Regions from separate parts of the Zea mays genome. Here region 1 is linked to region 2. The links are chromatin contacts, called in public Hi-C maps. All regions are on one chromosome and are shown on one strand. The core of a region is the stretch at or near the end of the contact, and the rest is flanking DNA. Distances in the headings are between cores, read along the strand shown.

The links. Hi-C and Micro-C count contacts between places; a contact is called where the count stands out from the background.
Region 1: a contact with region 2 is called in a Hi-C map of ear, with 1.7 times the contacts expected there. The contact joins the promoter of LOC100284602 here to the promoter of LOC100192950 in region 2. A contact is called at or near these places in 2 of 25 Hi-C or Micro-C datasets (ear and endosperm).

Annotation. Positions count from the first base shown.
Region 1 is chr3:25,195,141-25,201,683 of Zm-B73-REFERENCE-NAM-5.0, reverse strand. It overlaps LOC100284602 (ubiquitin-protein ligase/ zinc ion binding protein), which reads left to right and starts at 4,424. Exons shown (of 2, transcript NM_001157497.2): 1 at 4,424-4,810; 2 at 4,900-5,817. The coding sequence starts at 4,625. The coding sequence ends at 5,571. It also overlaps the pseudogene LOC100382610.
Region 2 is chr3:24,811,390-24,818,035 of Zm-B73-REFERENCE-NAM-5.0, reverse strand. It overlaps LOC100192950 (Actin-interacting protein 1-2), which reads left to right and starts at 2,335. Exons shown (of 6, transcript NM_001138128.2): 1 at 2,335-2,766; 2 at 3,510-3,671; 3 at 4,364-4,550. The coding sequence starts at 2,375. It also overlaps the pseudogene LOC109944967.

The sequences.
Region 1 (6,543 bases), core at 3,175-5,674, 380 kb before region 2:
ATGGCAGCATGAGGACACGGAATGGGATTGGGGAACCAAAAAAAGCAGAGATCGCAGCCCGTGCGGTGACGGGGAAGAACTCAAAGCAGAGATTCTAGCTGCCTTAGTTAGTTTGGTTTATGGCGGTGGCGACGACTGCTCGGTGGCTCCTGCTCCTGGCCCTCGTCTCGGCGGCCGCGGCGTCCGGGAAGCACGAGAGGTGGAGGGTGGGCGGCCAGGTGGTGGAGAAGGAGCGACCTAAACCCTAGCACGACAAACCCTAGCAATGGGAACCAGAATGAGGTGGAGAGCAGGGGAGGAAGTGTGCTTGCCTGGAACTTTGGAGCGCCGACGCAGCGTATCGGTGGCCAAAAGCAGCCAGCGCACGCGGGAGAAAAGCAGTCGGTGCACGCGGGGGAAGGTGAGATTCTGGGAGGAGGAGTGAGGCGAGATTGGAGACGCATCAGCTGGTGACACTTCCTAGAACCATCCACACACGACGCAGGGGAGAGATTGCCGCCATTGGTGAACAATCGGACGGCCGAGAATTTTTTTGCCGACGTGAACGCACGTGGAACCGGCAATCCTTCCTGCTTTAATAATATCAAAATAAATGGCCATGCGGGTTAAATAACTCCGATTAATATGACCCCTAAATTTCGATGCATATGAAATAAATAGATATTCTGAAAAACAGATATATGAATATTTAAAGTGGCTATTTGTTCATAATATTCTTCTGTTCTAATAGTTTAGGGCGTCAAGATATTGAAATATGTACGGCCTCAAGTATATACTCATGCGAATATATGACCAATAAATAGTCATGCATCAATAAATAGTCATGCATGCATTAATTAAAGATTCGTCTAAACAACTATAAAAAAAATGACATAAGCAAATGACCATTTGTCAACATAATTGTAAACAAAGCGAATATAAAATAATATTTAATGTAATCACAAGATAGTGTTTTATAATAATAATAATAATAAAATAGATTCAATAGATAAATAATATGAAATAATGAAGAGATAACATGCGTACTAGTCCCTTACAACCGTCATAGCGCCTAGCTATGAATAACAAAAAAAAATTATAGATGGATACGATGCAACAGTGCGGTGAATGGATTAGTCTCCCATCAATCAAATGTAACTCTACAGTATTTGTACGCATGCTGGCATGTTCCACTCTCACACGCATAGTTTTTGACTGGAAATAACTAAGTATTTTCTTAATCACATAATAAAAAAAAGGGAAAGAGGAAGCCACTTGCCATGCACATGGACCTACGGGCGCTAGCGTGTATGAGGCCTGATGAAAGCAACTGCCAAGCCACGTTATCCGTTCTCGTACGAACCTGCTCTTCCACGCACGCCTGCTTCGCGCCAGATCTGCGTGTGCACGACTGCTACACGTCTCGCTCGCTCTTTCTTCACGTCTATAAATGAAAGGCCACATCAACGCAGGAGGTAGACGCCGCTAGGCTGCCTCGCTCTTGCATTTGCCTCGAAAAAAAAAGGCTGCTGGGGGAGGAGCACCATCAAGCTGCTGAAGCTCCTCATCCAGCAATCGCTGCTTCGCCAGACAAGGAAATTCTCCGTTAAACATCTCTGTAGGACATACTTTATAGAGAAATTTGTTCCAGAAATTTTAAGGGTATATCCTCGAGAAAAATCACACCGCACAGATATACAGTTGTGGTATATCTGACAGATTTACTGCAAGGTAATAATAATCGATACGAAAAGGGTAATATATTTCTAATTCCTCATTGTGCTGTATTTCTTCGTTTGCCGGTTAATGGCTTAGCGGCTGACTTCCGATTCATGCAGTCGATTACCAGCTAGATAATATCGACTAAGATGACCTCCATCAAGGTTATATCCGAAATAATCCTAATTAACCTGCAATTATATGGTTCACACGCTACATTATATCCTTTTCGCACGAGTAAAATTGAGTTAAACAACCACTCATGCAGTGCATATACCAATAGTATCCCATCCGTGCACTATATTGTGCAATAACCACTAAGCGGCCATCAGCTAAACTCCATGGCAGAAATAACTAAATCCATTGCATACGTCAGGTGCATCATCCTAAGTAAATTTAGACAAACAAAATAAACGTCTCATTTATTTTAAAGCTTTAAGTCAGTTGCATAATTCGAAGTATGGCTCTTATGTGCACATGGTAGTCATACCACATCTAAGGAAAATCACCCAACGTCATGATTAAACTAGAAATCTATATATTAAGTCATTTGAAGACCCTACATGTCGTTAGCAATATCTTTGGCCTTCGGCCATCCATTATAAAATTAGCTCATTCTGCCTAGGAAATACAAACAGATCTATACTTACATACGCACCAAATTATTTAAGGTCATGTAAAAGTTATATTGATCTTTGTCGTTGTTTATAAACCACGTCCTAGTTTGGACTGCATAAAATAAACAAAAGGAAGGTGCCATTTGATATGCATAGTGCTATTATATTTACTAAATTATGCAAAGATAAATTAAATGGTAAGCTCGATGGTTATCCTTATAGTCAAAATAAAGAAAGAAACTAATGATGTTCATATGGCGTTTAGTCGTACCTAAACAAAATTGATATGTTTATGGTAAATTCCAAGTTAGGGCTGATACTGTTGGTTGACCTTCAACGACGCCATGATCAAGGTAACCAAAATATAATAAGTATTAGAGTAGACTTAGCTAATTAAAATATGCTTGGTTGCATTCATCAATCGTCATTTCTTCCAATTAATTTGGACAAACAACTTAACTATGCCCAATATCAACCCTTCATCTTGAGAACTTAAATCTTGCACTTAGTTAGACTGCATCCATAAAAAGTCATATCAAACTAAGTCATTAAATTAAACTAAATCAAATGGCGCCGTATACATAAGTCATGGGCAAATATCACGTCATGAGCATATATGATGATCTTAATAAAATAAATTAATTGTGCACACCACGGTTTAGTGTGGCGCCGCAATATATCTTTCCAAGACAGATATCTCGGCCTCGACCTAAATAAAATGTCGCATCATATACTAAGTATATCCATAAACGATAAAATATATTGATTCATGGTCTTGCATTATTTAATAAAGATTATCGAATATAGTCTTCAAAATAAATCATGTGCATAAGTGATACATTGCATTATCATCTAAAGAGGCAAATATTAAAGAGATGAATTCTCTCTAGTCTATCCATGATAAAGCGTATACAATATCTCAAAAGATACATATGCTCAAATAATTTTAAAAAAAGTCATACATTGAGTTATTGAAATTCAGCACCATGTCAGACTGACTCCAACAGAGCAGCTAAATAGACAGGGAAAGCTAAAAATAAGCTACTATAGCAGTACAAAACACCTTCTAACAGGGCAGACAAACGAGTGAGGTAAAAAGGATGAAAAGAGAGAGGAAAACCATAATAGCTTGTACTGTGGCTGACAACCATTTCCTTTTTCTGTGTCTGAGAATATGACCTCACTATCTGCTTCATTTATTGGACTATACTATCGCTGCCTTTTTACCTGTACCGTTGACAGCATGTGTCATATGCCTGGACAAGCAAACCAGAGACGCTAGCTAAAGGCTTGAATGACTGCTCGATTTATATGGCCTCTATTGGAGTCGGTCACATGGCTTGAATAAATAACAAGATATTCATAAAAATATGCATCAATTAAAATACTTGTATATTATAGTTCGATCTTTCTCAGGACGAATTTCTGACTTAGTTAAAAAAGTTTGTTTATTGTGTCCCACCTGCTCTTAAATTACGTCTTATGCGTCAGGTGCTCTTAAGTTACGTCTTACGCGTCAGGGCTAGATCGATGTAGAGTGTACGATAACGGCTCGCTACTAATAAAGCCAGATTTCGGAAATTTTGTCGACCGAAACTATATTTTAGAGCTAGTTTAGGAGCCCCAATTTCCCAACGGATTTATATTTTTACAAGAAAAATTAGTTAATTGTCACATAAAAAATTGAAATCCTTTAAAAAATTAAGTTTCTCCGACTAGCCCTTAATATAATTGCCGGAGAAGGCCGAGTTTTTTTTATTTTCCCTGCAGAGAACAGTGAGAGGCTGACAGATGAGTACAGTGATGCGAGAGCAGCTGTAGGTGCCGGGTGAAGTACTACTGTCAGTGCACAGGTGCAGTGCAAGTGTCCAGGTGATGCGACATGCAAGTCCTCTCGGCGGGTAGCTAGCTAGGCCTGCGGTGCGGTGGGAAACGGCTGACGGGCAGGCCTGCGGCCTCCTCGGCTACTTTACTCAGTGGTAGCATTAAATTGCAGTGTTTAAATTTTTTGTCGTCTCCTGGCTTCGCGTATCTTCGTCTTCACTCCCACTATAAATTAACTCCTACGTCGTCTGCTGGCTTCGTCTCTCTTCACCATTTGGCTTCGTCTCTCTTCACCGTTGGTGCCAAGTTCACAAGTATCAGATCTGGTAAACACCTTTCCAAGTTCTTTCTCAAGTATATGTACATTACACACCATGTTCTTTAAAACACACCATGTTCTTTAAAGATGCTAGTTTCTTACTGCTTGATATATATTAGTCGAATAGTCCTCTCTGTTTTTATTTACCTTGCGTTCTAGGTGATAAATGACCGGGAAAAAGACCACGGCCTCCTCTGCCGGCCGCACTCGAAAGAAGGCCAAGGTGGTGTTGGAGGATGAGGAAGAGGCAGGGTTGGAAGATGAGGAAGAGGCGACTGTGACACTATCCGTGGAGAAGGACGCACTGGAGTGTGACATCTGCTGCCTACCCTTCCAGTCCGAAGTTTTTATGGTAAGTCAGATTACAATACATGTATATATACAGTACATATTGATCGGTAGGCTCGCTCCAACATGATGCTCTGCTCTGTGTAAAATCAGTGCAAGAACGGACATTCTGTATGTGCAAAATGCTGCATCCGCACGAACGGTAAGTGCTGGACCTGCTCCGAGCGCATTGGCGACATACGTTGCCGTCCGCTCGAGAAGCTCCTGGCGGCGGCGACCACCTCCTGCATGTTCAAGAGCAACGGCTGCTACGACGTCATCAGCTACCTGGAGAAGGTGACCCACGAGGAGACATGCCAGCGCGCGCCGTACAAGTGCCCCGTCCACGGCTGCGCCTATAGCGGCCTGCGGCTCGGCTACCACGTCGCACAGGACCACGGCCACGACGACGACGGCCTCGCCTCCGTCGTCTTTATCTACGGCAAGGCGGTGGCGACCGTGCGCAAGGACGAGCCGTTCCGCGTCCTGCTGCAGCGCAACACGGAGCGCGTGTTCCTGCTGCTCAACGGCCACGATTTGCTACAGGGGCGCTCGCTGTCCCTGCTCTGCCTTGGCCCGCGCTTCCAGGATGGCGTGGAGGTGGAGCTGAAGTATAAGATGGAGGTGAGCGGCGGTGCGCCGGGAGCGCTCACGCTGTCGGCGTCTGGCACCATACCGTTCGCCCGGCGGCTCGATGGGTTCCAGGCCAAAGGGTTTCTCTTCGTGCCGGATGCATACTGGGGCTCCGCCGGCTCGATTTCCGTCACCGTCAGAATTTACGTCTGACGTCGCCTCGTGCTAGCTGGTGTGGTGTGGATAGGTTGATTCCTACTGGTCAACCGTTCGTTCGTCTCGTTGGTACTTACCCTGGTTCAGTGGTTGTTTATGCACTCTACGTGCTGATGCTAGTACTTTTGTTAATCGCAACAACGTATGCTAGTACTTTTGTTAATCGCAACAACGTATTTCCTGTCGTTTTACATTCTATGTTATTCCCTGGGACCTACTAATGCTAAAACGTACAGTTGCCTGAATTTTAGATTTCTTTCAAGTGCTTTAGTTTGTTGTGGTTTATACAAGTACTGGTCAGATGCATGAATTGTCACGGTTTCTAAACATTAATAATTAGACTTTGATTTAGTAAAACATTAGAATACATGTGTTTTATTGGTTAGATGCTCTTGAATGTAGAGCTGAGAATCAAAGTTCGAACCTTCAATTTTACCTTATTTTTCATCAATCAGAAGGGGAAACGTGGGAACAGGTGCTTTTATATAGCACTAGTCAGATCAAGGTTTAAAATAGTTGGCTATGTAAAATAGTGGTATCATTCTTTTCGAGGCTCACTATAGCAAATAGCAGATTTATAAAAAAAAATATGTATAACTTATGCAAAAAAATACTAAAGTCAAGATATTTGACTATGACCAATATGTTTGTAATGCTCTAGGATACTACGGACATTATAGTATATATGATTCATGAAATTCAAGTGTTTAGCACTTCAATAACATTGTTAGTCACTACCTAGGAAGCTACACAATATGATAATTAATAGGTTTACTTAGTTTTAAAATACTAGGGTAGTAAAGTATTTAGGGTCTGTTTGGTTGGGCTGTGGCTGTGAAAAAAGTTGCTGTGGGCTGTGAGCTGTGAAAAAAGCTGCTGTAGGCTGTGAGCTGTTAAAAATCTAAAAACCGTTTGGTGGAAACCATTAAAAATTGTTAAAAGTTTTTCGATATATGTTTTCACAGTTTT
Region 2 (6,646 bases), core at 1,086-3,585:
TCGTCAGATGTCAGATAAAGTAGTCGCGGACGGTCCGGCCGTGCACCTTGGACGGTCCACGAGGACGCTAAAAATGCATTTTACCGAACCCGTCACCTTCGGGGTTTTCTGGTTTTTCAACGACCGGACAGTTCGCGCCTGAGGCCGGACGGTCCGTGCTTGGTCTCGGACGGTGCTCGCTTCTCCTTCGGACGATCCATAGTGTTAACTTGTGTTTTTGCAGTGTTCCTGTCCGAGGCTCACCCTAGTGTCGCGGACTTTCCGCCACAAGGGCCCGGACGGTCCGCGCATAGGTGTTTTCCAAAAAGCTTCTCTAGTCTGGAATAATTACGGTATTCCGAATAGTCGACTTAGAGTAGTTGTAGATGAACTTATCCACCTGACAAATGATCAACTGGGCAAACTAGTTAGTCCATAAGATTTGTGATGGTCGTCAAACACCAAAATCTATTATAGGAAATGTTGAGGTCATTTCCCTTTCAAAAGGCATGATCCGATGCCGCAGAGAAGGACTACTGCTGCAAGAGGGAACAATGAAGAAACAAGGACAAAGAGGCATAAAAGGGCGATAGCCTAGAAGGAATAATGGGAAGTACATTGACATGAGAATGAAGCAAGTTGAGGAAGAAGCCACACAACTAGCAAAAGAGAAGGATGAAAAGGAAGTGAGTCAAGATGCAGACTTCTCAATCAAGAAGTGCATATCCATTCTTGGTACAATGGAAGTTACAAAGGAGGAAAAAGTGAAAGCATACAATGTCTTCAAGGACCTTGACAACAGGCATTTTTTCTTGAGTGCCTGCGATGATGATGCCGAGTCGGCACTGATATGGCTAAGAAATGAGATGGCTTAGTTGGTATGCTCTCTTTCTTCCCCTCTTCTCTCATCTCTAACTTGAGCATTGTATGAGGTAACAACACCAATAGAGACATGTCTCAGCAATTAATAAAAAAGAGAAAAAATTAAGCCGAGCCTTCTCTAGTTAAGTTGTTATATATTTTTTAGTTGTCATTTACTTTTATGTTTCATTTGCATGATGGCAGAGGGGACAAACTCGTTGATTAGGCCACCACACTTGCGCACAATCATTTCTATTGTCGCCTAAAACAATGCATCTAATTTTATTTTCTTAATGTCTCTACAAATAATGAATATATGACCACTTAACCTTTGAAACATTTCTGACTCGTTGTAGGCTAATTTTCTTCTACACTTCTTTATGATGTTTTGCATAAATATGTGTTGATCTGTGTTACTAGATAGCTTGGACTATCTAGGTATGCACTGTGTTTTCAGTCTTCAATAGTTCAGTTTGTACATGACATGAAACAGTTAATCAACTCTAGATTTATCCATCTCATACAATGATAGATGAGTGAAGGTAACAATTCAAAAAAATACAGAACTGGAAGGTAGCTAGACTCTTTGTGCTATACTTGGAAAGAAAACAAAATCCATTGAACTCTGGCACTACCAAGGAAGAAATTATCAATCTATGTCAGGGTCCTTTCATCTTCTATTTTACCTACACACAGTTCTTCTATTTGGCTTGCATGAATTTTGATCAAAGGATAAAGAACTCATCTTCTATTACTAGTTATAATTTGAACACAAACACTTGCATGCAGGACAAGGAAGTGGTGTTGGTGGCCGAGAAACGAAATGGAAACTTTGAGCAAATGGAACCTGATAGTATGAACTGTTTTAGTTTATCACTTTCAACTTGCATCCAGACATGTGATAAAACCGTACTTGTTTATGTGCTGGATAAAAACGTTCTTCTTCATGTGCATGGCACAAGTGCAACATGAACGGGATAAAAATGGTGCGTATTGATAATGCGATTTATCAATTTTGGAACTTGTGTGTGTTTAACAAGTTGTTGGGTTTATACAAGTGCTGTAATCGAACAATAAAAAATAAGTCATGCATTAAGTCAGAACTGTAATTAAAACCACATATGGTTTAAGTGACATGAGATAGATTCATTCAATCCCACCGCATAATTGAAACCACACATGGTTTAAACGTGATAGAGAACATGTAGAAGGATAAATGTGTCTTCTCGGGCACAAAACTACATGGAAAGCAATTAGAAAGGGAAAAACTACAATAAATGACAATTTAATCAATTAGAAGATGGAGAAAAACTACGATAAATGACAATTTAATCAATTAGAAGATATTTGTAGTTGTGTCTTTGCGAAAAAAAATATTTGAGATATATTATCGCGAAGTGATACGTTTGAAGTATCAAATATACGATTGTCTCTCACGTTCCCACATTAGGGAAAAAAGGAAGAAAAAAAAATAACTCCACCATTCCCTTCCCTCTCGCGAGCTCAGATCACGCGAAGCAAGGAAAAAAGAAAAATGGCGCAGCTGGTGGAGACGTACGCGTGCTCGCCGGCCACGGAACGCGGCCGTGGAATCCTCCTGGCCGGGGACCCCAAGACAGACACGATCGCCTACTGCACCGGCCGCAGCGTTATCATCCGCCGCCTCGATGCGCCTCTCGACGCTTGGGCCTACCCCGACCACGCCTACCCCACGACCGTCGCCCGCTTCTCCCCCAACGGCGAGTGGGTCGCCTCCGCCGACGCCTCCGGCTGCGTCCGCGTCTGGGGCCGCTACGGTGACCGCGCTCTCAAGGCCGAGTTTCGGCCCCTCTCGGGACGCGTCGACGACCTCCGCTGGTCCCCCGACGGCCTACGCATCGTCGTCTCTGGGGACGGCAAGGGCAAGTCCTTCGTCCGCGCATTTGTGTGAGTACAAATTTTACATGCTCTTCCCTCCCTTCCATCTCGATCGCATTTGAAGGATTCGGAGGTTAGGGGAAAGGCAACGGTACCACCTTTTTGTGGGATGGCCGTGATCGGGATTCGGGAGAGAGCACAGGAAATGCTACGATTCGGCGGTTCAAACTGGGGTTAGCCGCTGACTGTTGATCTGGCTATACAAGGCCGTTCAAGGGATGTATGCTATGAAGTATGAAGTGCTTTGCAATGGGGATGACGGAATATCCCTTGTCGGTTGTCCCCATCACACATGGATTGTTCAAGCTTCTGTGAATTGGATGAGTATTTGTTGAAATTGGGACGATTTTGATTGGTGCCCTCAAGGACAACCCCCTGCTCCAGGGCCCAGACATGCATCTCGGACCCAGGCATGCATCTCAGCCCTGGCGCTGGAAATCCAACGCATAGGAGAGCTGCCTGGTCCAGGCAGGTTTGCCTGAAGACAAACCAAACATGCCAGTCCTTAAAACTCCCATATGTTCTTATTTCAGATTAAGCGTTACCATCAATTGTCATTAGGTTCGACTATACATGTACTGTTATTTGTTTGAATGATGATTATTTGGTTGCCATTTAGTTTCATATAATAATAAGTAATGCATAATTGAAGAAAGATCATCCTCTCATAGAAACAGGCGAGGACCATAATGATTTTGTTGTTTGTGTTTTCACTTCTTTATATACTTATTTGAGTTCTTTGCATTATGTAGGTGGGACTCTGGCAGCACTGTTGGTGAATTTGATGGGCACTCAAAGAGGGTTCTGAGCTGTGACTTCAAACCAACACGTCCATTTCGCATTGTGACATGTGGTGAAGATTTTCTGGCTAACTTCTATGAAGGACCACCATTCAAATTTAAGCATTCCATAAGGTGCTGGTTTCGAGGCCTACCTAGGGCATGTACAACCCTATTTAATATAGGGTCCCTTAAGACGTCTTTAGGGGTTAACTGATAAAAGTACAAGAGACAGGCTCTTCGCTAAGAGCCCGTCTCTACTCGACTTTCTACACATATTATCTCTTAACTACATTTTTTATCTAGGGGTTCAGGGTTGTATCATGCGGTCTCTTAGTTATCTCTTATACTTGGAAACCGATCAATGGCTCAGGGTTGTACACCTGTACATGCTCTAACAGTGTATGGCTAGCCCATCTTCCATAGTTGTTTTGTTACGATCTCGCATACCTTTTGCCAATGGGCTAGATATACACATCTGATGTGGATTACTATACTACATTTATTACAAGTATGTGATTAAAATCTTACCCTTGTATCAGTGATGTAGCCATGTTAACAAGGAATGTCATCTATCAGAATTTATCATGTCTTGTATTTACTGAAGCTGACACACATTGAAGTGACTGGAGTACATAGATGATCTGTCCTGCACCTGCTCCATGCATTCAAAGTAGAATGTTCCTATTGATTTACATGATTTGCACATTTTGGGAGCACTTCTTTTAGTTGTGATTCATTTTGTATTTACGCATCATCCTGTACAGTATTTACTTCTGTCACCTGTGATGCATATTTCATATTTTTCAATTCACTTTGCATTTCAGGGATCACTCAAATTTTGTTAACTGTATCCGGTATGCTCCTGATGGTAGTAAGTTTATCACTGTGAGTTCTGATAAGAAGGGTTTGATATATGATGGCAAAACTGGAGAAAAAATAGGAGAACTTTCCACTGAAGGCAATCATACAGGGAGCATATATGCTGTTAGCTGGAGTCCTGACAGTAAACAGGTAATTTGATATTAATTGTTCTCTGTTTTCAGTTTTCGTGACATAGTTGTAAATGTCGTGTTTATAGTGTACCTAGACTGTCTTAGATTAGATGTAGAATTATTTGTTAGGCATTGTAGAAGTATGAAAGTGATATATTGATAGGAGATGGGGTACACATATATATAGGGACTCAACCCTAACCCTAATGGGCCGACAGCCCAACAGTGGTGCCGGCCCACACACACTCACACACACACAGTCTAACATCCCCCCGCAGTCGCAACGGGGGCACCACACACGATGAGACTGGAGTAGAGGCCGAAGGTAGGAGCCGATGGGTTGAAATCCCCCCGCAGTCGCAGCGTCGTGATGATGTGAATGTTGCGGCTGGAGTAGAGACCGATGTGTGCTCCAAGAAGACGAGAGCCCCTAGATGCCGAGGTAGCCGAAGTCGATGTGGTCGCGGTCGGGAGACACGCAGCAGAAGCCTGATCTTCGGGAGGGGTCGACGTTCTAGCGTCAACGATCGGCAGGGCGACACAACAAAAGGGCACCGGCATGCCGACCTTCCTGCTTCTTCGATCGTCCGGGCGTCAAGAAGCCCCGCCAGGGAGGCCGACAGCAGCGCACGCGTCTGCGCCGGTCATGGTGTCCGCGCCCGCGGCAGAATAGAAGGGGAAATGACAGATCCGGCCGGGAAGGCCACGACAGCGATGGATCCAGCCGGGAAGACACGATCCAGCCAAAGTGATGGCGGATCGAGCCGGAAAGGTCGCAGCAACGTGGATCCGGCCGGGAAGGCCGCGACAGCGACAGATCCAGTGAAGGCGAAGAAGGGGGTGGGCGGCGGGGCGTGTCCAGCCGGGCAGGGGCTTGCGCCGGACCTAGCAAAGGGTGTTGACGGTACCGGCGACGGGAGAAGCTCGAAGAGGGAGGCCCTGCTGGGGCGTCAGCGCGAGCAATTAGGAGGTGGCTAGCGCGATGACAAGGGGCTGCACGGGCAAAGATGCCGACACAGGGGAGAGGAGCGTAGGGTATCCATGCCGGGGAAGAGGTGGCCGGCACTGGTGAGGATGGTGGCGTGCGCAGGAAGGCCGCGGGGCGCTGCGCGTGGGGGCGGCGGACGCAGAGGAGGGGCGTGGACGCCGGGAACAGCGTGGACACCGAGGAAGGGCGCTGCACTGGGGGCGCAAACGCCGAGGAGGGGTCGCCGGGCATGGCCGGCAGTGGCGAGGAGTGGCCGCCAGGGGAGGGCGGCACGTGGACCACCCCTGCAGCGGCACCACGATGCGCATCCCACCGTCGGCGCATGGCCGTGACTGCGGGTCGCGTGACGGCTTCCTCTCCGTCCTCGTCGCGCGGCGCAGGCGAGTCCCGCCTGTTGGGGAGCTCGGATGGGGGCGCCGGCGGCGCTGATCTGGAGGTCGACGGCAGCGAGGAGTCGCGGCGAGCCAGCGACGGCTGCGGAGGCCGGGGCACCGCGTACGCCGCCTGCAGCGCCGGGCTCGTCGGCGGCTGCGCTGCTGCGGGGCGCGCGAGGTTGAGGCGCTGGGCGCGGTGCAGGAGCTCGGCGAGACCAGCCGCGCGCGTGCAGGTCGCAGCAGCGGCGGCGGCGGCGCTGGACGCGGATCCGGTGGGGCTGAGGCGGCGGATCCCGCGGCTGCGCCCGTGGCGGCAGCGCCGGCAAAGAGAGGGACGGTCGCGCGGCCGTGCGCCAGCGGGGAGGGGAGGGGCGGGCGCGCCGGCGGCAGACGCGACCGGTGGATGGAGGTCCCTGCGTCCATGGAGTTGGGAGGTCGCCGGACCTGGGCGCTCCCAGGCCAAGGGCTGGGAAGAGCAGGGGGAAGGCCGATGTTGAGGGAGGAGCTCGCAGGGGAGCCGCCGGCGGGAGGGGAGAGGCGGGCGCTGCGCGCAGGGGCGGCGGCGCGCAGGAAGGCCGCGGACGCCGAGCGCGAACGGCCGCCAGTAGGGGAGGCAGCGGGCACGGGTGGGCAGTTGCCGCCCTTGGAGGGAGGAGCCTCCCGGGGGCGGCGGCGGCTCAGGTGGTGGCGGCTGCTGGGTGGGAGAGAGGAGGAAAAAAAACCCTAAACCTAGGCTGATACCATGTAGAAGTA